2 separate regions of the Mus musculus genome follow, and region 2 is linked to region 1. The links are chromatin contacts, called in public HiChIP or PLAC-seq maps. All regions are on one chromosome and are shown on one strand. The core of a region is the stretch at or near the end of the contact, and the rest is flanking DNA. Distances in the headings are between cores, read along the strand shown.

Region 1 (6,104 bases), core at 1,166-3,665:
GAACTGGAGTTATGGATGGTTGTGAGCTACCATGTGGGTGCTGGGTCCCCTGCAAGGGCAAACAAGTGTTCTTGTTTTTCTTCTTCTTAGATTTATTTATTATTATAAATAAGTGCACTGTGGCTGTCTTCAGACGCACCAGAAGAGGGCATCAGATCTCATTATGGATGGTTGTGAGCCACTATGTGGTTGCTGAAATTTGAACACAGGACCTTCAGAAGAGCAGTCAGTACTCTTACCTGCTGAACCATCTTGCCAGCCCCAAACAAGTGTTCTTAACCAATAAGCTGTCTCTCCTGCTCCATGTCCATGGATTTTAATGTGGTACAGTAATGATGTCTATTATGCAGACATATGAAAAATAAGAATTCTTTTTAGAGGCTCAATGGTTATTGGTTGCTCTTCCAGAGGACCTGGGTTCAATTCCCAGTACCCACATGGCAGCTCACAACAACTGTCTATAGCTCCAATTCCAGGGGATCTGACACCTTCACAAACACACATGCAGGCAAAACACCAATGCACATTAAATTTATAAAATTTTGAAAAAGAAAGAATTCTTTCTGTGAAATGCTTTATTTTATTGTACTCATATGGGTTTTGGCCTACAGGAAAGTCTATGCCCCACATATATGCAGTATATGTGAGTTCACTGATCCATCTTCAGCACTAAATGCAAAAACACCCACTTCCACAAGGCCCTGAGTTCATCATGGAGCAAGACACACTGATAACCAATCTGAACTCTGAATGTCAAGGCTTTACCGACCAGCAGTGGACACTGTCAGTACCAAAGCAGACAGCGCAAACTTCCAGCTGCTCAGACAAGCCTGACTCGGTGTGTTTGCTTACAGTTTTTCCAGATTGCTTCACTATGTAACCCAAACCTGTGATCCTCCTGCCTCAGCATTACAAATGCTGGAATTACAGGCATTTGTTACTACAGCTGGCAAATTGTGCATTTTTTTAAAGATTTACTTTTTTTTTATTTAATTTTATTTTTTTTTAGGTATTTTCCTCAAGATTTACTTTTTTAATGTATATAAGTGTTTTGCCTGCACATGATATGCATGTCTACCATATGTATACACCCAGTGCCCGAGAGGTCAGAGGAGGGCATTGGAGCCCATCCCCTGGAACTGGACTTATGGACAGCTGTAAGCCACCTCATAGGTGCTGGGAACTGAACCTGGGTCCTCTGGAAAAGCAGTAAGTGCTCTTAACCACTAAACCATCTCTCCAGCCCATTTTAATCAAAGGTGCTTAGTAGCTCACACAGAGGAACCCACAGTAGTTTGAAGAAAAGAAGAATAGTAGAGGGGAAAGCATGGATTGGAACCCTGGACCAGATAGATCATCTTACCAAAAGCCTCAAATTTTCCCACTACAAGAAGGGACTGAGGGCTGGTGAAATGGCTCAGTGGGTAAGAGCACCCGACTGCTCTTCCGAAGGTCCGAAGTTCAAATCCCAGCAACCACATGGTGGCTCACAACCATCTGTAACATGACCTGACGCCCTCTTCTGGAGTGTCTGGAGACAGCTACAGTGTACTTACTTACATATAATAAATAAATAAATCTTTAAAAAAAAAGAAGGGACTGAGACAGTATTACCTAATACAGATACCCACAACATAGGATTGTTGTAAGAGTCAAGAAGACAGCTTTTAGGCTGCTATACGGCTCAGTTGGTAGAGTGCTTGTTCAGCATGCATCAGTCCCTGGCACAGCATAAAACCTGGTATGATGGTACCTGCCTGTTATCTCAGTACTGAAAGTAGAGGCAAAGGAATGAGAAGTCCATGGTGAGTTTGAAGGCACCCTAGGCTACATGAGACCCTGTCTCAAATAAACAAGAGAAAAGCTTTCAACTTTTATGATCACCACACAAAAATGTAACTGTTTTAACGTTCCAGTGGTATAGATATTAGCTCTAATTTGATGGCTCAATTACATTTTTCACTTTTTTTTTTCTTTTCGAGATGGGGTTTTTCTGTGTAGCCTTGACTGTCCTGGACCAGGCCTCAAACTCATAGATCTGCCTTGCCTCTACTAGGATTAAAGGCATGTGCCACCACTGCCTGGCTGCTTATAAGCTAAGTTTTGGCTTATTATTATTATTATTATTATTATTACTACTACTACTACTATGAGAGTCTCACTGTATAGACTGGCTTCAAATTCTCTTTGTAGATCAGGCTTGCTTCAAGCTCACATATACCTGCCTGTGCTTCTGGAGGGCTGGGATTTGCCTGGGTTGCTTAATTAGAAGGGCACTCTTTTTCTCTATCCTATACGTAGCGTCACGACCATAGATAGACAACTACGCATGCGTCCAATCCTTGCGCGCCTCCATGTTACTATGGCAGCCGGATGCGCAGCTGGCCGGAAGTCAGTACAGTATTTCCGCCTAACAACACTTCCGGGTTGGAAGACGAGCGCTACATTGTCGCTGGGTAGGTTGGATGAGCTTTCCTTGAGTTTCTGCGCCCCAAGTGTGGCGGGCGGCTGCGCTGGTGCCACGTTCCGAGTGAGGCTGCGGCCTGAGGCGGTTGTGCCTGTTCCTCGCCGCCGGGGGCAGTGGGGGCCTGGGAGCCAGGCCGCGGCCCGCGGGTTCCTTCTAGTCTGTTCCTCCGGTCGCCGGCCCGGGACAGAGCAGGGTCAGTCAGAAGCTAGGGTGGTGAGCGGAGGTTGCGCGGGGCCGGAAGTGGGGTTAGTGGGTTAGGCGCTTTTCCGCTCCGTAGTTGAAGCTGAGCGCTTCTCGAGAAACTGCCGGGCTGTTTGGGAAGTTTGTGCGGAAGGGACGGTGGGACCCAGTTTGGAGTCCGTGACTGTACCCTGATAAAGTGGCTTTCGCACCGAGGCTAGTCATCGGGCTTAACGGCATCGCGAGGCCGTTAGGAAATCGGAACACTTCCCAAGACAGAGGATGTCAAGAAATGAACTGCAAGGGCCAGACCTTGTTATGAGGACCTGAAGGCCCTGGAGGTCTGAAAGGATGTTGATTTTACACGAAGAATAACAGACAAAAGAGTTGAGGTTGAGGAGATGGCTTAGCAAGTAAAATACTTGCACAAACATAGGACCGGAGTTTAAACTTTTAGCTTCTCCACTTACACCCTTTTTCCTGCGCATTTAGTGAGGATAAATAATTAAGCTCTAATGCATAAATCCCTCTCGTTCCTCAAGATTGGGTAAGGGTGTGAAGAGATGGTTCAGCGGCTAAGAGCACTTGTTGCTTGTGTAGAAGACTTGGGCCTGGTTCCCAGCAGCCAGTTCTATATAGTAGGTTACACCCATTTATGACTTAAGTTCTAGGGACCTCCACGAGCACCCAGCAGACAGGAGGTGCATTCATACACACAAAATATAATCCTTTTTTTTTTTCTTAATTACAAACAAGGTTCAGGAAAAGTGGTTGTAATTAATTGTTACCGAAGTGACCTCAGCCCTTGGCAAAAATTTCTCTGGGGCCCAAAAAGAGCTCAACAGCTTTAAAAGACAAACAAAAGCCCCCAATAAAAGAGTAACTAAATGTGTTATCACAATAAGGATGTGGAGGAAAATAGGGACCCGACTCCTAATGATGACTCCTAGGAGGGTCAGGAACCAGGGGAGCTCTGGCAGTGGTGCTCAGGGAAGAGACTGATGGATGGCTAGCATATCCATTTCCGTTTTACAGTTTGGTCCTACGCCATTTCAAGTGTTCAATAACTTCATCTGGCTAGTAGCTACCCTAGGGGACACTCGGGTCTAGAGAAACAGAACTTGTTCTGGAGAGTGTTCTGGTTCCAGCCGTGATTTTAATACAGCCCAACTGCCCACTTGTGGGTTTTCCTTCTGTTCTCAGCACAGGGACAGCCAAAAGGAAAGCATTAATTCATGCCAAAAAAAATGAAAACTACTAAGCAGAACCAGATTAGGTTCTGGGGCTACAGTGATTATGTAAGACTGTCTTAGATCCTTAGCCCTAGTTCACTCCTGCTGTGTCATACCTTGCAAAGTCTTTGAAAGGGTCCCCTGCGTCCCTAGGTACCACTTTCCAGATGGGGGATATTTCTGAGGGAGGAAGGTCTAAAACAGAGCTCTGGTACCCCATGGAAGGTGAAGGAACTGCCTTGTAGGTTCAAGTGTTCTTTCATGGCCTCCTCCCTCCAAAACACAGTTTTTACAGCTGCTGTGCACTGCCCAGTATGTTAGGTACCTTCTATAGGAAAGGTGCTTAGCATCTAGGTTGGCTGAAGCCTCTGGTGAGTGAGTGAGTGAGTGAGTGAGAGAGAGTGAGAGAGAGAGAGAGTGAGTGAGTGAGTGAGTGAGTGAGAGAGAGAGAGAGATTGGTTCCGAGTCTGTTAGTAAAACAAACTACAGGTCAGAACATAAAGATAGTGAGAAGAAATCTGAAACACTGTTTTTGGCTGGGTGTGGTGGTACACACCTTTAATCCTGTCTCCCAGGAGACAGAAGCGGTTGGATATCTGTGAGTATAAGGTCTGCCTAGTCTACAGAGGGGGAGTTTTAGGACAGCCAGGGTTACACAGAGACATTCCGTCTGGGGTTTTGGGAGGAGTGCACTGTTTTGAACCACATAAGTATGTCACCTAGTCAAAGATATATTCTAAATATTTATTCTAAATATTTGGACCCAGAAGCAACTCAGATTGAGGAGAGGAATATGAAATGTTTGTAGGTAATTCTTTTTTTTGTTTGTTTTCAAGACAGTGTTTCTCTGTGTAGCCTTGTAGCCTTGACTGTCTTGGAACTCACTCTGTAGACCAGGCTGGCCTCGAACTCAGAAATCCTCCTGCCTCTGCCTCCCAAGTGCTGGGATTAAAGGCGTGCGCCGCCACGCCCGGCTGATAATTCTTTATGTACTGGGGAGGAGGGTCTGAGGGAGGGATTCAGCATCCCACGCTGGCCTCAATCTTACTGTGTAGCTGAGAAGGATCCTCCTAGCTTCACTTCTCAGTGCTAGGTCACAGGTATGTGCAACTGTAGATTTATGGAGTTTTCTTGTTGTGCTGGTCACTATTAAGACACCTCTGCTCTCTTTGTCAGAGGCCAGTGACCCTGCATGAGGTCTGGGGGATATGAAGTGATGTCAAGATGAGACTTGCTTCACTCTAATGAGGGGCTGAGCCGGTGCTTCCAGGCAGTGGAAATGGAGCAGCACACACAAACTGCCTTCCTTTGTGGGATCTGAATGTGCCAGTAGAAGAGAGAGATGTTGAATGACTGAGTAGCTAGTTGCTAATTTTTAAGTTACAAGTGCTTCAGAAAAGCAGATAGCCACAGAGAACAAAGAGAGGCAGCTTTCCTTTGTAAATGGATACTGGTGTTCTTCTAGGATTTCATATGTAGTTTGATCAGATTCATTCCACTACTTCCCCAACTCCTAGATCTACCCCTACTCCCCTCCCTCTCCCCACAATTTCATGTCCTCTTTCTGTTTTACAAATAACCATCCAGTCAGGTTTGTGCTACCATATATTCTGAGTATGGGGCCAGCCTCTGGAGCCATGTCAACCTACCAGGGATCACACCTTAGAGAAAACTGACTCTCCCTTCCCCAGGAGCCTCTGTCACCTCAGTTAGGAGTGGAAGCTCATTAGCCCCTTTCCCAACACATTTGAATATTGACTGGCTTGATCTCATGCAGGCAGCTACATACAGCTGCTGTAAGTTATGAGCACAGCGGCCCTATCATGTCCAGAAGACATGTTTTGCTCCAGTTCCCTCAGGCACCAGTTCTTAAGCTCTTTCCCCTTCTGAGGTGGTCATTGAGCCTTGGAGGGTGGGTCTGGTTGTTCTGTCTGTGGCTAAGCACTCCTCTGACACTTGTTCCCTGGCCTTTGACTGGTTGTGAGTTTCTGCATCAATCAACTGCTGTCCACTGCACAAAGAAGCTTGTGTGACATGGTCTGTGAGCTGCCCTGGTCTGTGGTCAGGACAAGGGTAGATACAGTGATTCTGCCTGGTTAGCACAGCAGCAGTGGTAGCTTCACCCTGGGGCTGGGAGCTCTCTGACCACAGGCTCTGGTCCAGAGTTGCAATACCAAGCATATTTCCTCCTATGGAGCAGGCCTTAAATCCACCCAGAAAGTAGT
Region 2 (6,104 bases), core at 1,523-4,022, 41 kb after region 1:
GCAAAACTTACTTTCCAGATGTGCCTGGCAAACCAGGAAGTCTCCTACAGCTGGCTGAGAATTGCTTAGGTAATGGTTTTTTAAGACAACCCCTAAAGCAGAAAAGAAATGTTAAAATTTGGAAATTGACTTGCTAAAAGTACATTTTGTGTAACAATAGCTTCTAGGGGTTGGGCGTGGTGGTGCACGCCTTTAATCCCAGCACTCGGGAGGCAGAGGCAGGCGGATTTCTGAGTTCGAGGCCAGCCTGGTCTACAGAGTGAGTTCCAGAACAGCCAGGGCTACACAGAGAAACCCTGTCTTGAAAAACCAAAAAAAAAAAAAAAAAAAGAGAGAGAGAGAGAGAGAGGGAGAGAGAGAGAGAGAGAGAGCTTCTAGGAAGCTATAGTGTTCAGTCCTTGAGAGACCGATCCCCCTGCTACTGAGAAGCCTAAATCCATCCTACAGAGTATCTCTCCCAACCCATCAATGATCCCATATACTATAGAACAATATATATATGTATATACACATATATATGTATGTATGTGTATGTATATATGTGTGTGTATATATGTATATATGTGTGAATATATATGTATGTATATATATATTCATATTCATTTTATTAGCGCTGATCCTTTAGATAACTCTTACTAATACAATATTAGTAGGCCAGTCTCATAGGATCCTTAAAAGAAATGAGTTGGAGTAATTAGCTCCAGTTTACCTTCTGAGAGTACCTCCAACGTGTCTGCCCCACCCTACCCCCTCTTCTCAGAGACTTGCTGGCACACACAAGAAGAACTGTGAAGAGTGAACAGAGACTTCCTCAAGGGGAGAATCAAGACAGGCTGTTAGTATGTACAGCCTCACTGGGCTGCGTGTCCCCCACCCCAGGCAAGCTGGCAATCAATGCAGGGCAGTGGGGGAGGAGCTTTACAATGCTCAGATGGCCCCGGAGCACACTACCACGGCACAGCGTGCTGTATCCAATGGGACCGGAAAGAGTCATAAACCCAGCAGAGCTGATTAACAATGACCCAGCCTAGCTGAGCCACAGATGCAGTCACAGCCCTTGTGTCTTGTGTCTCCCACTCTTGGTCTTGATCTCCACGTGTTGTATGCTTGCGGACCTTTTAATATTTGTACAACTTGGGAATATTGGATTGATGGGAAATTTCTTATGAATCATTTGTGCCTTCTCCCAGGAGTGCTACTTCTAAGCGACCCCAGGAAAGTCCTGATAATATTACCCCTCCTGCTTTTAGGAAATATCCTTTTCTGGGCCCAACTGAAGGTCTTTCTTATGCCTAGGAGGTTGTGACTCACAAAAAGATACCAAAGCTCTCCTTATGAGGCTCCACTCCAAGATACTCTTGGAGCATCTGCCCAGGATCAAGATAATACAAACAAAGTAAACTTTAAAGGTAAGCAAAATCCAGTGGGCTAGAGGAGTTGGCAGCAGATCAGATCCAAAGCCTCTTCCTACTCTACCCTCCGGCAACTGTGTGGTATATAAGATCGAGAGCTGCATATAGTATGGCCTTCCAGAAAAAGATATAGCAACAAAGATAGGCTGGAGCCATCTCTGCACTACACAGGGGCTTAGAGTGATGGACAAAGAATGGTGAGGATACCTGACAACAGAATGAAGAATTAAGACCTCCCCTTCTGCGGGGGTGGGGGGGTGGGTGGGGGGGGGTGGCACTCGCCTTTAATCCCAGCACTCGCACTCGGGAGGCAGAGGCAGGCAGATTTTCGCCCAATCATAGGGCGAAGATTTAGAGACGCGATTTCCGGGTTCCAGGAGGAAGAGGCGGAGACAAGATCTAGAAAGGGGCTTTTGGGCCTGGAGCACAGACACCATGTAGGCTACCGGAAGAATTCTGATATAAGAGAGCTGATGAGTGCCCAGCATGGTGGCACACGCCTTTAATCCCAGCACTCAGGAGGCAGAGGCAGGCTGATGAGTTTAGGACGATAGGTTCCGCACCCAGTGGTTGTGTTATCTGCCTAGTTTTAAAATATTAAGTCTGTCTGATGTTTTCCATCTGTGTTGACTCAGGTGGGCAGGCTCCAGGCATTCTCAGGAGGGACGGTTGTTGGGGGGCCTAGCAGCCTCAGCCAGAGGATCAGGCAGGATGTAGGAGCTAAGTCGTGAGGGGCCGCAGCACTGGGCAAGGAGACCAGGCTAGGAGGACATGTGCTTTTTAAAATCACACACATTTGTCTAGTGCTTTGAAATTATAAATGCTGCCAGACTAAGAATAGGGTGCAGTATATTAAGTATGCATGCTTTGGCAGAAAAACTCAGATTCCTTGAAATTGGGTTATAGGTCTGATAATAAAAATCACACCTGTTCTTTCTGAACTTGGTAATTGTAACTGAATCTGCAACTTCAGACCTGCAATGAAAAAATCAAACACATGTGCAGGGAAAAAATGATATGATTTGTATTTCTTGGGAAATCATGCCTCTGTCATTATTTTATGAGATCTATATAAATAAAGAAGCAACCTGATTGCTAGTCAGTCAGAGCTGCAAGAGTCTTCAGCTTTGCTGATTCAATCCTCCTTCACCAACTCTTTACCTCCCCTCTGGGACCTGGCCATCCCTGGGGCTGGCCTCCGGCACCCCCATACATATGAACTGCCACGGGTAAACAGTTTCTGAAAGAAGGGATGCCTGGGCGCAGCAGAAACAAACAACTGCCTCGAAGTCAAATCCTGGCTCCAAGCTGGTGGCCTAGGCTCTGCTGGAGACAGGGTCCCAGCCTGCCTTCTCTCTGTTCATCTGCTTTCTCTAGAGATCTCCAGACAGCTCTCTCTGTTCTCAGTTCTCCAAGCAGTTCTCTCCTGCAAAATTCCCTGGCTAACTTGTAGACCACAAGCCCAGTCTTTTATTTTACATATCAATCCAGTCGTTTATTCCAGGTTCCCTTCGGTTATCCTATGAATCAGCATCCTGTGGCCCAGCCCCATACTTTTGCTTTCACTTTTGCAAAAGAATTCCGCGATCTCCCCTGTGGGCACCGTTCACAGATCCTATCTACTACTGTAATAGACATTCTTCCATGAATGTGTAGTATGTATCAGTGTGTTCGGAATCCAGATGAAGATTCCCTGGAACTGGACATGGGCTGCCATGTGTGTGCTATTGAATGAACCAAGGTGCTATGGGAGAACAACCACTGAGCCATCTCATCTTAGCCTCCAAACATGAATAAAGTTTTGTTCTCTTGGAAAAAAAAAAAAAAGAATTCAGAGATCTGCCTCCCTCTGCTTAGCACGGTCAATGAGCTAGCTGGGTGGGACACAGACATGAAATTACCATTTCTGCCCTACCTGGTCCTGGACTTTGTCCCAAGCTGACATTGAACTCAGGAATCTGCCTGCCTTTGTATCTTTCTGACAAGCTGGCTCATTAATGCAGCTACCTTTGTTCCTTTAGATTTGTGAAGCCACTCATATAATTCATATTGTATCCTTATTTTTGCATAGTTGAGAGAGATGGCTGGAGAGATGGCTCCGCAGTTAAGAACACTGACTGCTCTGCCAGAGGTACTGAGTTCAATTTCCAGCAACCACATGGTAACTCACAACCATCTATAATGGGATCTGATGCCTTCTTCTAGTGTGTCTGAAGACAGCTACAGTGTACTCATATCAATAAGAAATAAACCTTTGGGTTGGTGAGATGGCTCAGTGGGTAAGTGGGTAAGAGCACCCGACTGCTCTTCCTAAGGTCCAGAGTTCAAATCCCAGCAACCACATGGTGGCTCACAACCACCTGTAACAAGATCTGACGCCCTCTTCTGGAGTGTCTGAAGACAGCTACAGTGTACTTACATATAATAAATAAATAAATCTTTTTTAAAAAAAAGAAAAGAAATAAACCTTTAAAAAAATTATAAGGGCGGGAGAGATGGCTCAGTGGTTAAGACTGCTCGTCCTAAGGTCCTGAGTTCAAATCCCAGCAACCACATGGTGGCTCACAACGATCCGTAATGCGATTTGACGCCCTCTTCTGGTGCATCTGAAGACAGCTACAGTGTACTTAGATATAATAAATCTTAAAACAAAACAAAACAAAACAAAACAAAACAAAACAAAACAAAACAAAACAAAACAAAACTGGGTGCACCAGCATCTGTCTGTAATCCCAGTACCAGGCTAAGACAGAGAGATCCCTGGAACTTGGTGGTCAACCATTCTACCTGAATTATTCAATAGAGACCCTGTCTCAAAAACTAAGGTGGAGCTCAATCAAGGAAGACACCCAACATCAATCTCTGCTTCTTTTTCTCTCTTCCTCCCTTCCCCCTCCCACCCCCTCCTACCCCCCACTGAGCAGTGGTGGTACACACCTTTAATCCCAGCTCTTGGGAGGCAGAGGCAGGCAGATTTCTGAGTTCGAGGCCAGCCTGGTCTACAGAGTGAGTTCCAGGACAGCCAGGGCTACACAGAGAAACCCTGTTTCGAAAAACAAAACAAAACAAAAAAAAAACCCAAAAAACCAAAACCAAAACAAAAGTGAAAGCAGTAATGGAAGAGTTGAGCAAAATTGGCTGTTTATGGTGGTGTATGCCTTAATCCCAGCAATGAGAAAGCAGAGGCAGGCAGATCTATGTGGGTTTGAGGCCAGTCTGATCTATATAGTAATTTCCAGGCCAGTCAGTGCTAAATAATGAGACTCTGTCTCAACAAAAACAAAAAGTAAGCGGGGGGGGGGGGGGGGGGGGGGGGAGATATTGAAAGACCCACAACGTTCTGACTCCAGAGAGGTGACACCCCAAATCACTCAAGGTCTTGTTGCAAACTGCAAGAGGACTTTTTATTTCAAGAGCGCTCTCGGGCCTACAGTCATACACCATGCAGGGGTAGAGGACCATGGCACCCTGAGTAGTTGGGTAAGGGGGTATTTAAAGGAAGAAACCACAACTCAAGGGGGTGGGAAGGGCGTGGTTGGAAAATACCAAAAATACCAGTTAAGAGTCACGAGGAAGTGGAAAGTCAAGACAGTTTTCTAGGAGCCTCTAACAATAGCACCTTTGCATAGCGGGTTCCAGCAACAGTCAGGGTGGGTCAGGGTGACTTTCTTTGAATGAACACTTCCTGAACACAGGAAGAGGGTGGGTGAAGGAATGTTGCTATCTGTTTTATGATTAGCATGCCTTGGAGTATTGAGTCACAAAGGTCACATTCTCAAGCATGGGCCTAAAGGCCTAGAATTTTTGTTTTTACGTTATACTTTTTCAATATGACTGTAGGCTTAGATTTTCTTTTTCTTTCTTTCTTTTCTTTTTTTCTTTTTTTTTTTTTTTTTTTTTGGTTTTTCAAGACAGGGTTTCTCTCTGTATAGCCCTGGCTGTCTTGGAACTCACTTTGTAGACCAGGCTGGCCTCGAACTCAGAAATCCACCTGCCTCTACCTCCCAAGTGCTGGGATTAAAGGTGTGCACCACCATCATTTACCCTCCCTTCTAGCCCCTCCATCAGAGGTAGTGGGGAAAGAAGGTTTATAGGAACGGGTTATGGACCTGTTTAAAAGTAGTTCTTTGTGGTAATTCCACTCTTCATTGTCAGGACACCAGCAGTCTAGTCCAATCAACTGAGTTGCCAAGGAAACCAGAAATTTTCCACTGCATATGACACAAAAAAAGAAAGAAAAGAAAATTTAGCAGATCTTGTTATATCAAATTTAAATAGATTAAGCTCATGAAGTATAAACATAAATTGGCAGATTTGATTATAAAATATGCATTATTTATGACACATTAGTGTTTTCTTGTGACATGTCTTTTTGAGTTTGGTGTATCATGATGCCTCGTGGGATGAATTAGGAAGTGTCTTCCTGACGCAGATGATACAGGTTTCGAGTTTTTGTGACCTTTTTTGTTCCAGTTGGGCTTAGCCCTGGGTCCCAAGGTGCCTGATACTCAATCGTCAACAAAAGTCAGCTTGAGACAGTGGCTCTGAGTTCATTGTTCCACGTCAATGAAACTTTCTTTAAACTTTTTGATTCTTTGTGAGTTTCACATCATTCACCCCAGTCCTGCTCATCTCCCTGTCCCCTTATATCCATCCTTTGCCCTTGCACCCCCCCCCCGAAATAAAACACAC

The links. HiChIP or PLAC-seq counts read pairs in DNA pulled down with a chosen protein or histone mark.
Region 2: a contact with region 1 is called in an H3K27ac HiChIP or PLAC-seq map of embryonic stem cells, with 20 read pairs. The contact joins the enhancer-like site here to the promoter of Ttf1 in region 1. A contact is called at or near these places in 1 of 39 promoter capture datasets (macrophages), 1 of 15 datasets of contacts at CTCF or cohesin (CD8 T cells), 6 of 484 Hi-C or Micro-C datasets (CD4 T cells, CD8 T cells, memory CD8 T cells and 1 more), 9 of 115 datasets of contacts at active chromatin or transcription factors (the 230-238 cell line, CD8 T cells, the SCID.adh cell line and 3 more) and 3 of 9 other capture datasets (adipose tissue, liver and pancreatic islet).

Annotation. Positions count from the first base shown.
Region 1 is chr2:29,057,848-29,063,951 of GRCm38.p6, forward strand. Ttf1 (transcription termination factor, RNA polymerase I) reads left to right here and starts at 2,416. Exons shown (of 12, transcript NM_009442.2): 1 at 2,416-2,456.
Region 2 is chr2:29,098,064-29,104,167 of GRCm38.p6, forward strand. No RefSeq gene overlaps it. Among named protein-coding and RNA genes, the nearest start is that of Setx, 24 kb to the right of the region's middle. Within about 2 kb of position 2,773, at least 106 of the 459 cell types and tissues checked have an H3K27ac peak or open chromatin away from gene starts, as enhancers often do. A contact at or near this core is called in the SCID.adh cell line, adipose tissue, embryonic stem cells and 4 more, where this site is marked.